Regions from separate parts of the Zea mays genome. Here region 1 is linked to region 2. The links are chromatin contacts, called in public Hi-C maps. All regions are on one chromosome and are shown on one strand. The core of a region is the stretch at or near the end of the contact, and the rest is flanking DNA. Distances in the headings are between cores, read along the strand shown. Region 1 holds the start of LOC100273735. Region 2 holds the start of LOC100381498.

What was found. Hi-C and Micro-C count contacts between places; a contact is called where the count stands out from the background.
Region 1: a Hi-C map of ear shows a contact between it and region 2, with 4 times the contacts expected there. The contact joins the promoter of LOC100273735 here to the promoter of LOC100381498 in region 2. A contact is called at or near these places in 2 of 25 Hi-C or Micro-C datasets (ear and endosperm).

The regions. Positions count from the first base shown.
Region 1 is chr7:93,813,492-93,816,376 of Zm-B73-REFERENCE-NAM-5.0, reverse strand. It overlaps LOC100273735, which reads left to right and starts at 1,406. Exons shown (of 10, transcript NM_001360309.1): 1 at 1,406-1,623; 2 at 1,733-1,849; 3 at 2,611-2,724; 4 at 2,810-2,861. The coding sequence starts at 1,550.
Region 2 is chr7:93,535,610-93,538,613 of Zm-B73-REFERENCE-NAM-5.0, reverse strand. It overlaps LOC100381498, which reads left to right and starts at 1,453. Exons shown (of 2, transcript NM_001174329.1): 1 at 1,453-1,937; 2 at 2,891-3,004. The coding sequence starts at 1,720.

The DNA of each region.
Region 1 (2,885 bases), core at 157-2,656, 280 kb before region 2:
TGATCCGACGGCTTTGGAGCATCCTCCAACGACGACCTCATCTAATCCATGTGTTATGTCTTCCATGATTATTTTTTATGCCGAGCATTGCAATATTTTATGCATTCCATTTGAGGATTTTATGATGATGGATATGACGTTTCTCACGTGCCTTGGTATTTTATGTAATAACATTTATGCTATATCTACTATTTTTACGCTCGAATTTGATGATTTGTACGATTATAAATACAACACAACATAGTTATCAATATTTCTCACATTGGCTCGATTTTTACGGTCAAAACTAAAGATTTTTAAGCTCAAAAACTGAAGATTTTACACTCAAACCTAGAGTGCACCCACCAATGAAACACATGCCATATTTTTCGCGTGTAGATCAAAAAGGAATCTCGTGATCTATGATGTCCATAAATGCCATAAACACAAAAATTGGATAGCTGATATCACGTAAAGCATAAATCGTCATAGAAAATTGCATAAATACCTACACCATACATCATAATTAATTAAGAAAACCCTAGTATGAGCTCAACCAACAACCATATGCATAAATAAAGGATCGAGGGAGGACGTCACCGAGGCCACCGGATCGAAGGAGTTGGTCAACGAATGACGCTTGAACCGCCGTGCAGACCGCCAGAGGCACCCATGCCTAGTGTGGCAACCGTCGCCGGAGACGACCGCGCCTCATGGGGAGCCACCGACACTCACTTGTCGGGGTCGTCGTCCCGAGGCCCCGAGGCCCTGTCGTCACTCGCCCTTGGGGTCGCCGTCGCTTGCCCGCCCCGAGGAACCGGCGCCGCTCGTCCCCCCGCTTCAGTAGCGTCGCCGCCACTCACCCACCTCGGAGGGAATCGCTGCCGCTAAAAATCTAATCCCTGGCAGTCTAGAGTGTTTTTATAGACGTCCGGACCTGGTGCGGCTGAACTGGATGACACCGTTGGACCAGAGCTTTCTCTAGTTATGGAAGCACACGGTTGTATATATAAGGAATCATTTTAGTATTAAAGAGTCTAATTATGCAAATCATTGAACATAGGAAGAAGGGATCTTATAGCAATTTATAATTCAAAATTAAAAGTGTGACCTAAGATAAATTCAAACATACTTATATCGATGATACACCTCTATTTCGAAAAAAAACAGTTTTACAATCATCCTAAGTCAGACTACTTTAAATTTGATCAACTTTATTATATGAAAAGCTAACAACAACTACGACGCCAAATAAGTATGTTATAAAAATATGTGTGATACAACTTTGATGTGATAATATATATTATTGCATTTTCTATAGAGTTCGTTAAATTTAAAACAGTCTAACTTAGGGTATTTAAGGATCTTACGGTATTTATTCGCTACGACTAGGGCAGGGACATGGTGCACACATAAAACATCACAGCACGCATCACTATAGCTCAGAAGATCCGGTCCATTTTCCAGCTCTAAAACTAAGGCATAGCGGTAAACACCACCGAAGTCTCAGCTTCTCCGAGGAAGGGGAGCAATTGTTGAAGCAGCCACTTCACCTTGGGGCCATACAGAAATGGCGGCTTCTTGCGCCTCCACACTCCCTCCACTTTCCTTCGTTTCCTCCTCCAGTTCACCCCGCCGATTCAGGTACCATTACTACAACCGCTGCTAATCTGAATTTATCCGGCTCGATCCGTGTGTGTGGATAAGATCGGACGATTCTTGGTCGGTTCGACTTCGTCGTTCTTGATCGCAGGCGCTCTGGTGTGGTGGCCATGGCCAGCGTTGGGCAGAAGGTGTATGCGCCCGGTGTGGCGGTGTCGGAGGGCAATGGCGGGCTGCCGAAAATCGACCTCAAATCCCCGCACGGGAGGTACTTCTTTTCATTTCATCTTTTTCCTGGGAATCACATCAGGCGATCAACCTGCGTGCCTAATCTGTATGCGATTAGGGACTGTGTACGCTTGGTTTAGGAGGTGAGTTTGGAAAGATGGGAACTTGACTCCGAGGTTTGGGTAAGACGAGGGGATCATTAGGTTGCATCAACTGCATATGCAACATGCCTCACAACTCACAATACTAGATCAGGGGAAATATAACAAGAGTTTGACTAATTATGCATGGTTTTCTTCGCTGGTTTACCCAGTAGATATTATGATTTTTAAATAGTATCTATCAGATGCATTCCTGTGGTATGGTATCTGTGTTTGGCAGCCTCCTAACCTTACCTTGGTGGTACATTTGCATTCAGAAACTTATCCTGTATCTCTTTTGCTGCGCGAAAAATATTGTACACCCCCTCCCGTCCTCCCCCATGCCCCCATGTTTCTTTTTAGAGTGCTCTTCTTTTATAGGGCAAATTAGACTTTGAATTAAAGCACTTTGGAAAAAATACTTTGGCGCTTATTTCTCTTGCAGTATAAATTTCTACAAAACTAGTGTCATATATATATATAATCTAGTGATGTTACTTTATTACCGTATAGCTGCATATAATTGGACTAAATCTATTTAGTTTGGTCTTTTCAAATCCTAATATGCCCTATAAAAAGGAATTGATGGAGTACTATCTTTAACTCTCACTTGTTTTTCATTTTACTGCCAACTAAATGTGTAATCATTTTATGCATGAAGCGAGGCTGAGATTTATCTGTTTGGAGCGTGTGTTACTTCTTTCAAAGTCCCTAATGGCAAGGACCTGCTCTTTGTTCGACCAGATGCTGTGTTTAATGGACAGAAACCCATCAGGTTAGTTTCAAACCATATGCCATAGAACATCAGGTGTTTATCCAATACAGCATGCTAACTACATACTTTTTTTTAAAAAAAACAGCGGTGGAATTCCACATTGTTTCCCCCAGTTTGGCCCAGGTCCCATGCAGCAGGTTTGTGAAACAGTTTTTTGTTGT
Region 2 (3,004 bases), core at 204-2,703:
TTTCAATGTGGATCTCTTAGGTTTGTACACATAGTGCGTTACAGCTTTTTCGAAAATTTTTTCAAATTTTTATCACAGCCTCTACATATGATATCATGACACGTGGACAGGTTTCATGATTTTTTGACTCTGTCTGTGTTTTATACAATTTTTAAACACCTGGATGGCAAGTTCACGGTCATGTTGAGTGAGCATGGTGCTTGAAGTTTCCGGCCCGCTACTGAAATCGGTCGTAACTTGTGCTAAGTAGCATGAATATCATTTTTGCATGCACGGTTTTCCAAGTTTCGAGTGACCTACAGTTCAAATCTGAATTTTCCGAAGAAATTAAAATAAATAAACTAAATCTACTAGCTATAGAAAACACTGTTATAATTGTCCCAAAATGGTACATGTAGGTCTACATAGTGTAGGAACATACCACAAAAAGTTTGGTGGCCAAAATGTAAAAAACAAAAATATGCTTTGCCGAGTATCTATAGAAGGCACTCGGTAAAGAGTTCTTTGCCGAGTGCCCAGTATTTGGCACTCGGCAAAGAAGCCACTTTGCCGAGTGCCAGTCCTCGGCTCTCGACAAAGGCTGACGGTCGTCAGCTTTAGGACGGCCGCTGACGGCTGTTTGCCGAGCGCCTTCTTTGCCGAGTGTCAAACACTCGGCAAACATGTCTTTGCTGAGTATGGTCCTGTGCCGAGTGTCCTGCGCTCGGTAAAGCGGCTTGTTACCGAGAGCCGAACTTTGTCGAGTGCGGCTCTCGGCAAAGCCTTTTTTGTCGAGTGTCCGACAAAAGGCACTCGGCAAAAAATCCGACGCTCGGCAAAGCCTCGGATTCCGTTAGTGATAAGTATATGCAAACACCGATAATGCATATATGGTAAAATTTTAGTTAAAATTACTATATTCATGTTTTTAAGGAGTGTATTTGCACCTCTATTAACTGCTACCTGCTTCGCCTCTGAATTAAACTAGATCACTTCACGGTTCAACATCTAATTTAACATTTCAGTGACTCTATCCTGACATGCTTAGCCACTAAACACGAACGTGCGAGCACGCCATGACGATGGACTATACCATGTTGCTCATTTAAAAAATGACATGTTTAATTCGTACCGACTTCTACGGTGTTTTTGTCTTTATAAATTTTAGATGTATCAGTCCAAATAATTGACTTTAATCTGTCGGTCCTAAACTTTGGCAGTGTCAGGCATAAAGTTGTTACACGTTGATTCATGAACTTGAACAAGCAAAATACCTGCTCTAGGGTAGTAGTACTAGTTGGTAGTCCCCAACATTTCTGTTGGATTCTCCTTCGTCATGTACTCATCATGTGGAGGCATTCCTGCCATCTGAATATGTGATGGTTACCCTCGGCCGGCGTCCTATGCCGGGTCGGCCGCATGTGCAGATCAGAACGAGATGACACCAAGGCCGCCGAACGGCAACCTGACACAGGCGGCCAGGGCCAGGGAGGCAGCTTCGGCGCGGCGCAGGCCGCAGCGCGCTTGCTATTTTTCCGCCGGCCCCTTGGCCCTCGCCTTGCTCCTCTTCTTTATTATACGCGCCACCACACGCATCGCGTCCGCCTCCCACCACCTCGCCATTCTCCCCCTCCCGCGCCCCGAGAAGCGCTGCGGGCCTCACCTGCCCGTCCTCCTGCCTCTCAGGAACCGCGGTTCAGGAAGGAAGGGAAGGCAAGTGCCTGCCGGGGCTCAGCACCGATGGCGTACAGGGCGGAGGACGACTACGACTACCTCTTCAAGGTCGTTCTCATCGGCGACTCTGGCGTCGGCAAATCCAACCTGCTCTCCAGGTTCACGCGCAACGAGTTCAGCCTAGAGTCCAAGTCCACCATCGGGGTCGAGTTTGCTACCAGGAGCATCAGGGTCGACGACAAGGTCGTCAAGGCCCAGATCTGGGACACTGCTGGCCAGGAGAGGTACTCAACCGTCCTCTTCCCCTTCCGTTTTCTCGATCTATTTAGTTTCCTGGTCTGCTATGCTAGGCATCATCGTGTTGGATCGAAAATTAGCTACATAGTATTCATCTACCCCATGCAATGCAATGCAACGTTGTCCTAGTTAGGACCGCGCAGGACACACGACGAGTAAAATGGTCGCCTTCCTCCTTGTGCAAATTGCAATCGTCCACGCCTTGTTGTCCTCCTATATGTAGTCCTGGATTTACATTGATTTTGAATGTTAATAGTATTCATGAGGCATTCTCTGCTTCTATGAACACAACAACCTTGCAATCGCAATACTCTTGTCCTCATAGTTATTCCAATTTCTACCGTCGCCGTCCACAAGGTTCCCCGTGTCGTCATGTCCTGTCATTGTCATATCTGGTAATATGTTGGGTGATTATACGTTTTGTACTGCCCTCCTGGCTGCATTAAAAAAATGTTCTGTTGCAGCAGCCTCTGTAGGTGATGGAAATGGGCAATTAGGCAGGCAACTCTTGTTTGGTAGTCTGTCTCACTGTCTCTAAATTAACCTTATATGGTGGCACTTGGTCAGCTCTCCTGCAAAATGTAAATTCTGCAGTTGTTATCTGGAACTGAAGATATTCTAGGACTGTTTCCTATTGTTTGTGCAGTTCCATTTCTGTCTTCATTTTTTTTGTGTGATGCTTCCTGCCAAATAGTAGCACCTGATGTGGAATGTAGGCCAGCCTTTGTTTGACTTTCGTTTACCATTTCCATAAGAATATAATGCTGATTTTGTCAGCATGCCATCAAATTACGTTCTGTGTAACCGTCTCCAATGTGACTTGTTTTATTTGGTCTGCTCAGCTGTATATTTCTTGCCTAATTTCGCTATCGAATTTTCTTTGGAACTTTCAGTATTTCAGTGGAGCTTAAGTTTGTCATGCATCATCCTCCCCCTGTAGGTATCGGGCAATTACAAGTGCGTACTATAGAGGGGCTGTTGGAGCACTTGTCGTGTATGATGTGACACGCCATGTGACCTTTGAGAATGTGGAGAGGTGGTTAAAGGAGCTCCG